Regions from separate parts of the Sus scrofa genome. Here region 2 is linked to region 1. Evidence: chromatin contacts called from public Hi-C data. All regions are on one chromosome and are shown on one strand. The core of a region is the stretch at or near the end of the contact, and the rest is flanking DNA. Distances in the headings are between cores, read along the strand shown. Region 1 overlaps GNA14 (G protein subunit alpha 14). Region 2 holds the start of GNAQ (G protein subunit alpha q).

What was found. A called contact is a pair of places that touch in the nucleus more often than the background predicts.
Region 2: a Hi-C map of subcutaneous adipose tissue shows a contact between it and region 1, with 2.6 times the contacts expected there. The contact joins the promoter of GNAQ here to the enhancer-like site in region 1. A contact is called at or near these places in 3 of 5 promoter capture datasets (fetal liver, liver and skeletal muscle), 21 of 47 Hi-C or Micro-C datasets (adipocytes, alveolar macrophages, embryonic fibroblasts and 13 more) and 1 of 2 datasets of contacts at active chromatin or transcription factors (skeletal muscle).

Annotation. Positions count from the first base shown.
Region 1 is chr1:230,368,065-230,373,022 of Sscrofa11.1, reverse strand. All of the region lies in intron 2 of GNA14 (G protein subunit alpha 14), which reads left to right. Among named protein-coding and RNA genes, the nearest start is that of GNA14, 170 kb to the left of the region's middle. Within about 2 kb of position 3,047, at least 15 of the 83 cell types and tissues checked have an H3K27ac peak or open chromatin away from gene starts, as enhancers often do. A contact at or near this core is called in retroperitoneal adipose tissue and subcutaneous adipose tissue, where this site is marked.
Region 2 is chr1:230,904,297-230,909,254 of Sscrofa11.1, reverse strand. It overlaps GNAQ (G protein subunit alpha q), which reads left to right and starts at 2,267. Exons shown (of 7, transcript NM_001038623.1): 1 at 2,267-2,418. The coding sequence starts at 2,283.

The DNA of each region.
Region 1 (4,958 bases), core at 1,798-4,297:
GCCTTGCTCAGTGAGTTAAGGATCTAGCTTTGCCATGAGCTGTGGTATAGGTCGCAGACGCAGCTTGGACCCCTCGTTGCTGTACCTGTGGCTGTGGCTAGCAGCAGTAGCTCCGATTTGACCCCTAGCCTGGGAACCTCCCTATGCCATGGGTGAGGCCCTAAAAAGACAAAAAAAAAAAAAAAAAAAAAAAAAGAGTTTTGTTTTACTTCCAAACCAAAATTCTACTTCCTTATCCAGTGCTTCCAACTCCAAGCTGTTTAGTACCCTTGAGTTGTTGCCACGGGAGGGCTATGGGGTGGAGATGGGGCTGAAGTCACTATGGAGTCCCCTCAGGAGGGAGCTCAGGTAGCTTTCTCCCCCGTGACAGGAGCCCAGTGGGAGGTCCAAGGTAGCAGATCTGGTGGAGGAATTTGGTATTTGGGGATCTGTGGATGATGCCAGGGGCGGGGTGGGGGTTCTGCAGAAATAGTGAGCTCAGCCTTTCCTGACCAAAGTTAGGGACCTCTAGACAGATTTCATCCGACTATTCAGGAGGGAGCAGATAGCAAGAGCCACAGGGCCTTCCGCTGCAGGAGAACCCTCTGTTCCCAGTGTTCTACTCACTAGCCCTGGCTGCGGGTGAGCTTGCAGAGAAAAGAAACTGCCCATCTATTATGAGGCACAGCGCCTGGTTGGCCTGGCTGAGCCCAGGCCCAGGGAAAGAGAGCTGGCAGTCACAATAGAGGTCTTGGCAGGGTCTGCTCCTTCTTGCAGCTCTGTGGGGGAATCTATTCTGTGCCTTCCCCCTGGCTCCTGGCAATCCGGCCTGCCGTCTCTGGGTTTGTAGAAACGTCAGGCCGGTCCCTGCCCCCATCTTCACGTCACCTTCTTCCCTGTGTCTGGGTGTGTCCTCTTCTGTCTCTAACAAGGACCTCTCATTGAATTTAGAGCCCACAGGAATCCAGTATGATCTCATCTCTATACTTTTTTTTTTTAGGGCCGCACCTGTGGCATATGGACGTTCTCAGGCTAGGGGTCAAATTGGAGTTATAGCTACTGGCCTACACCACAGCCACAGTGATGCAGGATCCAAGCCACATCTGCGACCTAAACCACAGCTCACAGCAGTGCCAGATCCTTAACCCGCTGAGTGAAGCCAGGGGTAGAACCCACATCCTCATGAATATTAGTTGGGTTTGTAACCCACTGAGCCATGATGGGAACTCCTTGATTCTTAATTATACCTGCACAGGCACCGTTTCCAAATCTGGTCACATTCTGAGGTGACATAAATTTGATGGGGACACTATTCACCTCACTCGACTTGGGGAGAGCTTTCTGACAGCTTTGTAGGGTGGGGAACCATAGGAGGGAAACCAAAGCAGAGAAGGAACTGAACTTCAGGAACTGGGCAAGGAGCACTCCTAGCACAGATGGGGGTGGGGGGGATATGCTCCATGGGGTGTCCCACGTGACTCATTGGTGGCCTCCTAGGACCACGCATGGCTTGGTGGGCAGGTCTTCTCACCCTGAGTCACCCCAAGGTAGGGAGTCGGGTCAGAGCATCGAAATGCCTGGCAGAAGGCAGCTGTGAGATGCCAGCAGGATAAAAAGGCACTTTGTAGGCCCCGTGGTTGTGAGAAAGCTTTGTACCTGTAGGTCAGGGGAGCTTGGGGTTGAATAAGGACACATTATTATGCTTGGCGACCGAGAAGCTGATTTGACATTTGGAAAAGAAAAAAAAATAAAATAAATAAAACAAATGAAAATTGTTGAGGGATCAGGCATTGCTGAGATTTCATAAAGAGCAAGAGAAATCATGGCCTAGCCTCCCCTGCAAGTTGGATTGGGGTTGGGGTGGGGAGGCTCAGGAGTTTGTGGGTGGAACCTTGGGGATGGGGCTGCTGAGAGTGGTGAAGTTTCCTCAGGCCTGAGACGGTGGGTGGGGCCACCAATGGGGGGCTGGGAGAGCACATGGGACACATTGTGGTGGGGAGAGGGGGGGGAGAGCTCATGGGGCCCCGTGGAAGGAGTGCAGTTGTGGATTTGTGCACAGATGCAGGAAAGAGCTTGTGGAGGCAAAGAGAAGGTGAGACCAAATGTCACTGTGGCTGAAATCTGCAGGCGGGAGGGTTCCCAGGCACGGGAGGCTTGTGCTGAGCTCTGGGCCATGTCATAGTAAGACAACCCCTCTGTTCCTTACTTTGTCTTTTCTAAAACTGTGGTGAAACAGACAGCAGGAAATGCATCATTATCACCTTCTTTCATTTGGGGATAGTAGATACATTCACACTGTGTGGCCTGTCCCTCCCTATCCTGTGTGAGGGTGGAGGACAGTGGTGCATGTGTGGCACTTAATGTTGGAGACAGCAAAAGTCCCATGAGAAGGTGGCCTGGCGTCCTCGGTGAAGGGGAGAAAATGTTGATCCTCTGTGGCTTGTTTGTGCAGATAAATGGACTATCTAGAACCCGGGTGAGCAGGGCAGAGACATGATTCAGAAGCAAATGGGCACTGATTTCTGATTGCTCTCCTTGAGGAAGAAGCCTGGCTAATGCCAAATTTGCTTTGAAAGCCCGGGAAAAGGCCCTGAAATGGATCGACAGTCCCCGATACAGAAGCAGTCAGATTTCTTCAGTGTCTTTACTATGGTAAAATACTAGGGTAAATTGAAAAGATACTTTAGCCCAAGTTCTTCTCAAATACATGGGCATACTTAGACTTAAAGCGTATCAGCTGTGTATCTGAAACTCAAATGCTGTCCCCTATTTTTATTTGATAATCATATTCTGAGGAAACTTTGATATCTGGGCTACTTAAATCCAGAACTTAGGCAAACTGTACCCAGTTGTAGTGGGGTCAGAAACACCACAGGCTCACACACAGGTGGTCAGTCCTTCCCAGCACCCCCCCCAAATACTCCTCAGGCCATACAGAGTTCTGGGGAGACGTCTCTTCCCTCCTCGAAGCTGTCCACTTAGTTCTGGTTTTCATATACAGAGAGTGGGGAGTGGTTGAGAGAGGACAACATGGGTCAGCTGCTGCCCCCTAGAGGCAGCCACCCGCTCCATCGTCCTATTTGGAGGGAGCCCAGGACCTACGCTGCGAAGGTCAGGGGGCGCTAGAAGAGGCTCCACAGAGCGGAAGATTTCCCAAAGATGGGAAACCTGCGATGCCCTGCTCTCCTAACACCACTCCCAGTCCGAAATGCCTGTGGGTTCTCACTGCAAAAGGAAAACAACAACCAAATATGCATCCAGGATTAAAACCACCATTTCGAAAGCACATCATTAAAGTAAGCTGTGAGCCAAATATTTGTTGTGGTGTGTTTAAGAGTTTTTCAAGCTATTGAAAAGAACGGAAAAAGTGAATTACCAAAAAAAAAGAAAGAAAGAAAAAACAAAAACACCCCAGAGCAAGGAATGTTTTTGGATGACTCTCTGGGAAATGTGTGGCAATTTTTTTTTCAGGAGTATAATTTCCGTGGGAGGGAACACTATTGCAGAACTAGATGCAAAGCATCACCGGAGTGTGATTTTGAGAGTTTACAGGGTGGCTAGGTGGGGCAGAGTGTCTATAACCAAGAGAGATGTGCATTTGAAGTGAAAGGCACATCAGTTGGAAATGTGAGCACCTGAAACAGCATGTTCAATTCACTGCAAAGAGTGGGACAACCTCATGCAGTTCCCTGGATTCATTGGGAACTGGTTGTCCTCTCAAGCACTTTTTTACACACAAGGGCCTTGCTTCTCAGCCACATGGAGCTGCCAGTTAGAGCATCAAGGGAGTAAGATGGACAGCTTGGACCGTTGGACTCAGTCCTGTTACTACTCGTTTGCTTATAACTACTAGAAACAACTTAACCTCTCTTGTTACTTTTTATACACTTCAAAGGACATGCCAATAAAATTTGAATTTATAAGCACTGCCCTCCAAGTGGTTAATATTCTATTAGCCTTGAAAGTAGCAAGAGGGAGTTCCCTGGTGGTCTAGCACTTGCACTGCTGTAGCCCAGATTCAGTCCCTGGTCTGGGCACTGAGATCCCACATGAATCCACTGCACACCATGGCAAAAAAAATAAATAAAGCAGCAAGGATGTGCCTTCCACTAAACTCTAACTCTCAAGCTCTTTCTCTCACTCTTGTTCACTAATCCTTCCTATTAAAGAGTGAGAATTTCTGTGTCTTTAGCCAGTTATTATTAATTTCTTTATTTCCCCAATACATAATTTTTTTCTACTGTAGAGCAAGGTGACCCAGTTACACATACATGTATACATTCTTTTTTCTCACATTATCATGCTCCATCATAAGTGACTGGACATAGTTCCCAGTGCTATACAGCAGGATCTCATTTCTAATCTATTCCAAAGACAATAGTCTGCATCTATTAACCCCAAGCTCCCAATCCATCCCATTCCTCCACCTTCCCCTTGGCAACCACAAGTCTATTCTCCAAGTCCATGATTTTCTTTTCTGTAGGTTCATTTGTGCCATATATTAGATTCCAGATGTAAGTGATATCGTATGGTATTTGTCTTTTTCTTTCTGACTTCACTCAGTATGAGAGTCTCTAGTTCCATCCATGTTGCTGCAAATGGCATTATTTTGTTCTTTTTTATGGCTGAGTAGTATTCCACTGTGTATATATACCAGCATCTTGCTAATCCAGTCATCTGTCAAGGGCATCTAGATTGTCAGTTGCTGTAACTTCAGGATGCGGTGTATAAAGCACCACAGCGAGTTTTCTGTCAGCAGATGCAATCAGAGAAGCTGTCACTAGGTGGTGTCCTGAGTCATAATGGAATGAACCACATGGGCAGACTCTCCCTACTCTATTTATGAGCCTTGTTAAGCCTGTAGACTAATTAGTGAAGCTTACTTTTTCTATAAACTCACATTGATATTGATATGTATATACACCACCACTAACAGTCTACCTGATTTCATTTTATTTTATTTTTATTGTATAGATGAT
Region 2 (4,958 bases), core at 1,018-3,517, 540 kb before region 1:
TCAGTTCTCCTTATCTGCAGGTTCTGCATCCTTGAATTTAACTAAGGGATAACTGCATTTTCTAGGCCAAATATCCTTTAAAAGGGGAGTCTAAAATACAGATCTTAGGTCTGGATGACTCATTTGATCTAAGTCCTGGCGGGTGAATCAGTAGAGGTAATGGCAAATGAAACAAGGAAGTCACACACCTGTCATCCAAGAATCCTATATGCGCTCTTGACCTGTAGCAATAGTAGAGTCATGCCTTTACTTTACATTCTGGGTCAGCGGGTTGCACTGGAGACATCTCAAAGTAAACATATAGTGTGAAAAAGGGATTCTCTTCTTAAGATGCAGTTTACTTTCAGTACCTCCAGCTCCATTTCCGCAGAAAGCAGAATGATTTCACCTCCTATAGCAATAGAATCTGAAAAAGCAAGGAGGTTTTTTTTTTTTTTGGCCATTTATCAGTCATATGTTACAACAAAATAAGCAAATAACATTTGGAAGTAAACTGCCTCAATTAAAAGTGGAAAAACAAAATACTAGAATGGAATTTTGCTGGAGCGATCCTGATTTTCTCACTTTTTTCTTTTTCTTTTATTTCACATTATTTTGCATTTTCCCAGACGGTATAAGACCATCTCGACCTAGAATGGTAAATTCGATCAATTGGCTGTTCAATATCGCGTGCCTTTTTAAAAAACAAGAGGAGAGCTTGTCAAAAACAAAACAAAACCAACTTCAATGGCTTGAAAAGTTGTACAGTATCAAGAGGCTCTTGGAAATTGGGCTGCTTCACTTTTTTATTCAAGATTTAGATTTCTATCTCCAGTAACTTCGTGGAATGTTTCTCCTATTAATCTTCCCCGTCCCTCTCCAAGAGCCAGTGACAATTCCTTCTTTCCTCCAGTAGCACTCCAAGATTGAATGTATTTTATTTTCTGTGATTGAACTGGGGGTCTGAGGTGACGCGAGATACTTTCTAACCAAATGGCGTTTTAGAAATAGGAACTGGAGAGAACAGTGAACTGGGCGAAGAGCCGCCCGGCAAAGCGGATCTGCGGGCGGGGGACGCGAGCGCCGCGGGCACCTTCAGAGTGCGGCCGGGTGTTCACAGCGCCGGCCGGTGCACGGGGCTCGCTGGGCTGAGTCCCGCGCCTTCCCGGTGGGGCCGCCGCCGCGTTCCGGGGCCGGTGGGCAGAAGGCGGGCGGAGGCCGCCATATTCCCGTTTTACCACGCCCGGGCGGTCGGCCGGCAGCTGCAGGTTGGCGGCGGCCCGGGCTGCGCCTCGGCGACCCGGCCCCGCCCCCCCGCCAGGGACTGCCTTGATCGCTGAGCCCGCGGGCCAGACCCCGGGCGCGGGAGCGGGAGGCGCCCGCAGAGTCCGAGGGGCCCGGTGCAGCCGCCGAGCGGCGCGAGCGAGGCGAGAGCCGCACTGGGAGGCGCGCCGTGTCGGCTGCGAGCCCAGGAAAGCCTTCCAGGAGGGGCCGGGAGGCACCGCCTCCCGCTCCCCTCCTCCCGCGCCCACTCCCTCCCTCCTCCTCCTCTTGCCGCCGCCGCCGCCGCCTCCCTCCCGGATCTGTGCTCTAGTTCAGAGAAGAAGAAAATGTGTGTGTGTGGCGAGGGGGAGGGCGAGCACTGAGCAGCAGCTCCGCGCCTGGCAATCGAGGCCGGGGGTGGGCGTCTGGCGGGGGCGGAGGCGGAGGCGGAGGAGCGCGCGGCGGCCGGGCGGGCCGGCTAGCCGGGTTTGCGCGCGAGCCGGGCGGTGGGCGCGGGCAGGGCCGAGGGCACCCGGGAGCCGTGTCAGGCAGCGGTGAGGAGCAGGCGCGCCAGGCGTGGGGAGCCGTCGGCGGCCGCTCGCTGCGGGGACGCCCCGGTGGATGTGCTCTCGCCGCCGGGCGCACGGCTTAGGGGAGCCTCGGCGGCGGCGGCGGCGGCGCGGGGGGCGAGGCGGGCCGCCCATTCCCGGGGAAGGAGGCGCGGGCGTCTGAGCGAGGCCGGGCGCGGCGGCCTTCCCTAGCGCGCCCCCCGAGCCAGCGCCCGCGGCCGCCTCCCGCGCCCGCCTCGCTCCTCCCGGCAGCCCGAGCCGCACGCTCCCGCCGCACCCCCGGCCCACCTGGTGGCCCCGGCCCTCGCCGCGGACCCCGCGGCGGTTCCCCGAGCTCGTCCAGGACGCGCGCCCGGGCGGCGGGGGCTCGGCGGCCACCGCTGCCTCGGGGGAGCGAGGGCGGGAGGGTGTGTGTGCGCGCTTGTTGAGCAGGGGGTGCCGGCGGGGCTGCAGCGGAGGCACTTTGGAAGAATGACTCTGGAGTCCATCATGGCGTGCTGCCTGAGCGAGGAGGCCAAGGAAGCCCGGAGGATCAACGACGAGATTGAGCGGCAGCTCCGCAGGGACAAGCGGGACGCCCGCCGAGAGCTCAAGTTGCTGCTGCTCGGTGAGTACTGCCTGGGCTGGCCGCCGCGGGCCCTCCCGCCGGGCCTCTGTGCCCCCTGCCCGCCACCCTCAGGCCCCGGGACCGCGGCCCCCGCCCCCGGGCGCCTGCGGCTCGCTCCGGCCCTCCCCGGGCGCGCCCCCGGACACTTCCCGCACTCGCGCGGGCGCGCACACGCCCGCGCGCGCGCGCAGAAGGGTAGGGGCTGCCCTGCCCAGGGCCTTGGCGTGTGCCTTTTGGTATCCCTGAGGGCTGTGCACTCGCGATGCGCGTTTATCTGCGGTGCATCTGCTACCTAGCAGATTGCTTCGGGGAGAGGCACGGTGGTGGGGTGGTGGGCTGAAGGATTGAACTTCCAGTGTCGTGGCCCTGGCGCCCGGTGGGGTGGTGGAGTTGGGGAGCTGTGTGTGTGTGGCCCCAGGGTGACGAGCGGAGCCAGGGCACGTTGTGGGATGGCGTGCAGTGGGGTAGCCTGTTTGCAGCCATTGTCAGTGCTTTGGGGGTCGAGAGGGAATGGTGGAACGGTGGGCACACTCGCGGCTGGATTCTCCAAGGAGTGATGTTGAGGGAGCCCAGTGGTTGGCTCTTCGAAGAAAGGGGCTTATGTATTGGGGCGGGGGGAGGCGGGGAGGCAAGCCCAGATGTGTCACACGAGTGCACCAGACCACCAAAAGGAGGGACCCAGAAGAGTTTCTTTATGGTGACAGGAATGTTTCTCCACCATTCTTTTCAGATAAAGATGAGGGGATATAGGAGATTGTGCGATGTGGTTGTTGACAGCGACGGGTATCTTTTGTTTAATGAGGCAACCCAGATGTAGGCCTGAATTCACAGTAGTTACTACTGAAAGCCAGTACAGCCTCTCAATTACTCCCATGGAAACAAATAGAAACCTTTTGTTTAAAACGGACAGGATTTTAATATCTTTGGAATCTGGGCTAGAAGGAAAACGGGAAGTGAACAGCAAAAATTTCTCTTTAATTTCTAAAAAATAACCCATCATTTTGTCCTAACACTAAGTTAGCAAGAAAATACCATTTCTCGTCTAGGAATTTTATTGATTATTATCTCTGAGAGAATGTTCAGAATCAACGTTCACATACAAATCAGGGCGACATAACTCTGAGCTATTGTGGTAGGAAGAACAAACAGCTTTGCAGTAACAGGCCTGAAAAATGTCTCTACTTGTGTTGTGGATATTTGCGTGTATAATAAATATGTTTCTCAGACATTTCTGGGAGAAAAGAATATTATATTGTCAATTCTGATTTGAGAAGCATGCATTTTCTTTCTTATCTTGAGCATTCCATCTCCTGGTTCAAGGAACCAATTGCCTTTGGGAAGGAACTGCTTATGTACTGGATTATTTACAAGAAGGAACAAAATATAATGATGACAAATAGTTACAAATGGTTAATTCACATGACATGTTTAATGTCTTCATTTTGAAAATGAGATTAGATAAATGTGCACATGTTTTTAAGGAACAGAAGGCAAACCCTGGATAAAAGGGGTGGGCTTTAGGGAATGAAGCCAGGGAAGGGGAAAAACTGCAATTGGAAAAGGAAGGTCTTTTTATTTTTAGTTTTATTCTCATTTTGAGCTACTTCTAATGGCTGAAAAGGTGTAGTTGATTGTTTTCTGTATTCTCAAGAATGAGAAGACAGGGCAAGAGAAATGTATAGAGTTGGTTAAGTGTATGATTAAGGGGAAAAGCATGTGTGACTTTAGAATGGTTTTTCTTTTGCCCTGTTTACTGTCTTTATTTGTTTCTGTTCAGCTGTGAATAGGGCGTTTGAGGTCTCAAGCCTACCCCATTGCTGAAATGTGGGTTCCTAACAGCTATGAGTTAGAGCTCAGGGGTTTGTCTGAGAGCCTAGGTTTGAATAGGAGGAGGGCTTTGGGGGAAATACCCATAGATGGATGCTTACTTACATATATACTGTGTATTTAAGTGACATATTGTGCTTTAAGTATTGAACTTGGAGATAATTTTATGAGGAAAAAATTAAAATAGTTTTACTCTTGAAGTAGTAGTGTGAAGAACTCCCCCCCATTAGATCTTTTGAGTAGGATTTAATACAGCCCCACCTCAGCTCCCTAATATGGCCTAGTAGAAGTGGTTAAAAAAAAAGGACATCCATCTAGCACCTACATTTATTAGTAGCATTTAAAAAGCATACAGCTTTCTGTTATTTACAAGAAATAAATAATATACGTGTTCATGTCTAGGTATGTTGCTTTTGTAACATAACTACTGCAGAACCTACACTATTTACATTGTCAGAGTTATATACTAAATGTAGGTTTGTGTGTGTGTATGCATGTGATTTCACGTTTCCTTGAGTCTAGGAGAGAAGTGATGAATGATTTGAACCGGGGGAAGGTCCTGGGAAGGGGTTCCCTTTGAGGAACTACTGATGTGCTGCTTTGATAAGTGCACCAAACCTTCATTCATAAAACCTCTCCAAAGCTTTACCAATATTTTTAACTACTTCATTTAAATTGAGGAGTCGCCCTTTTGTTTAAATGAAATTCAGTGT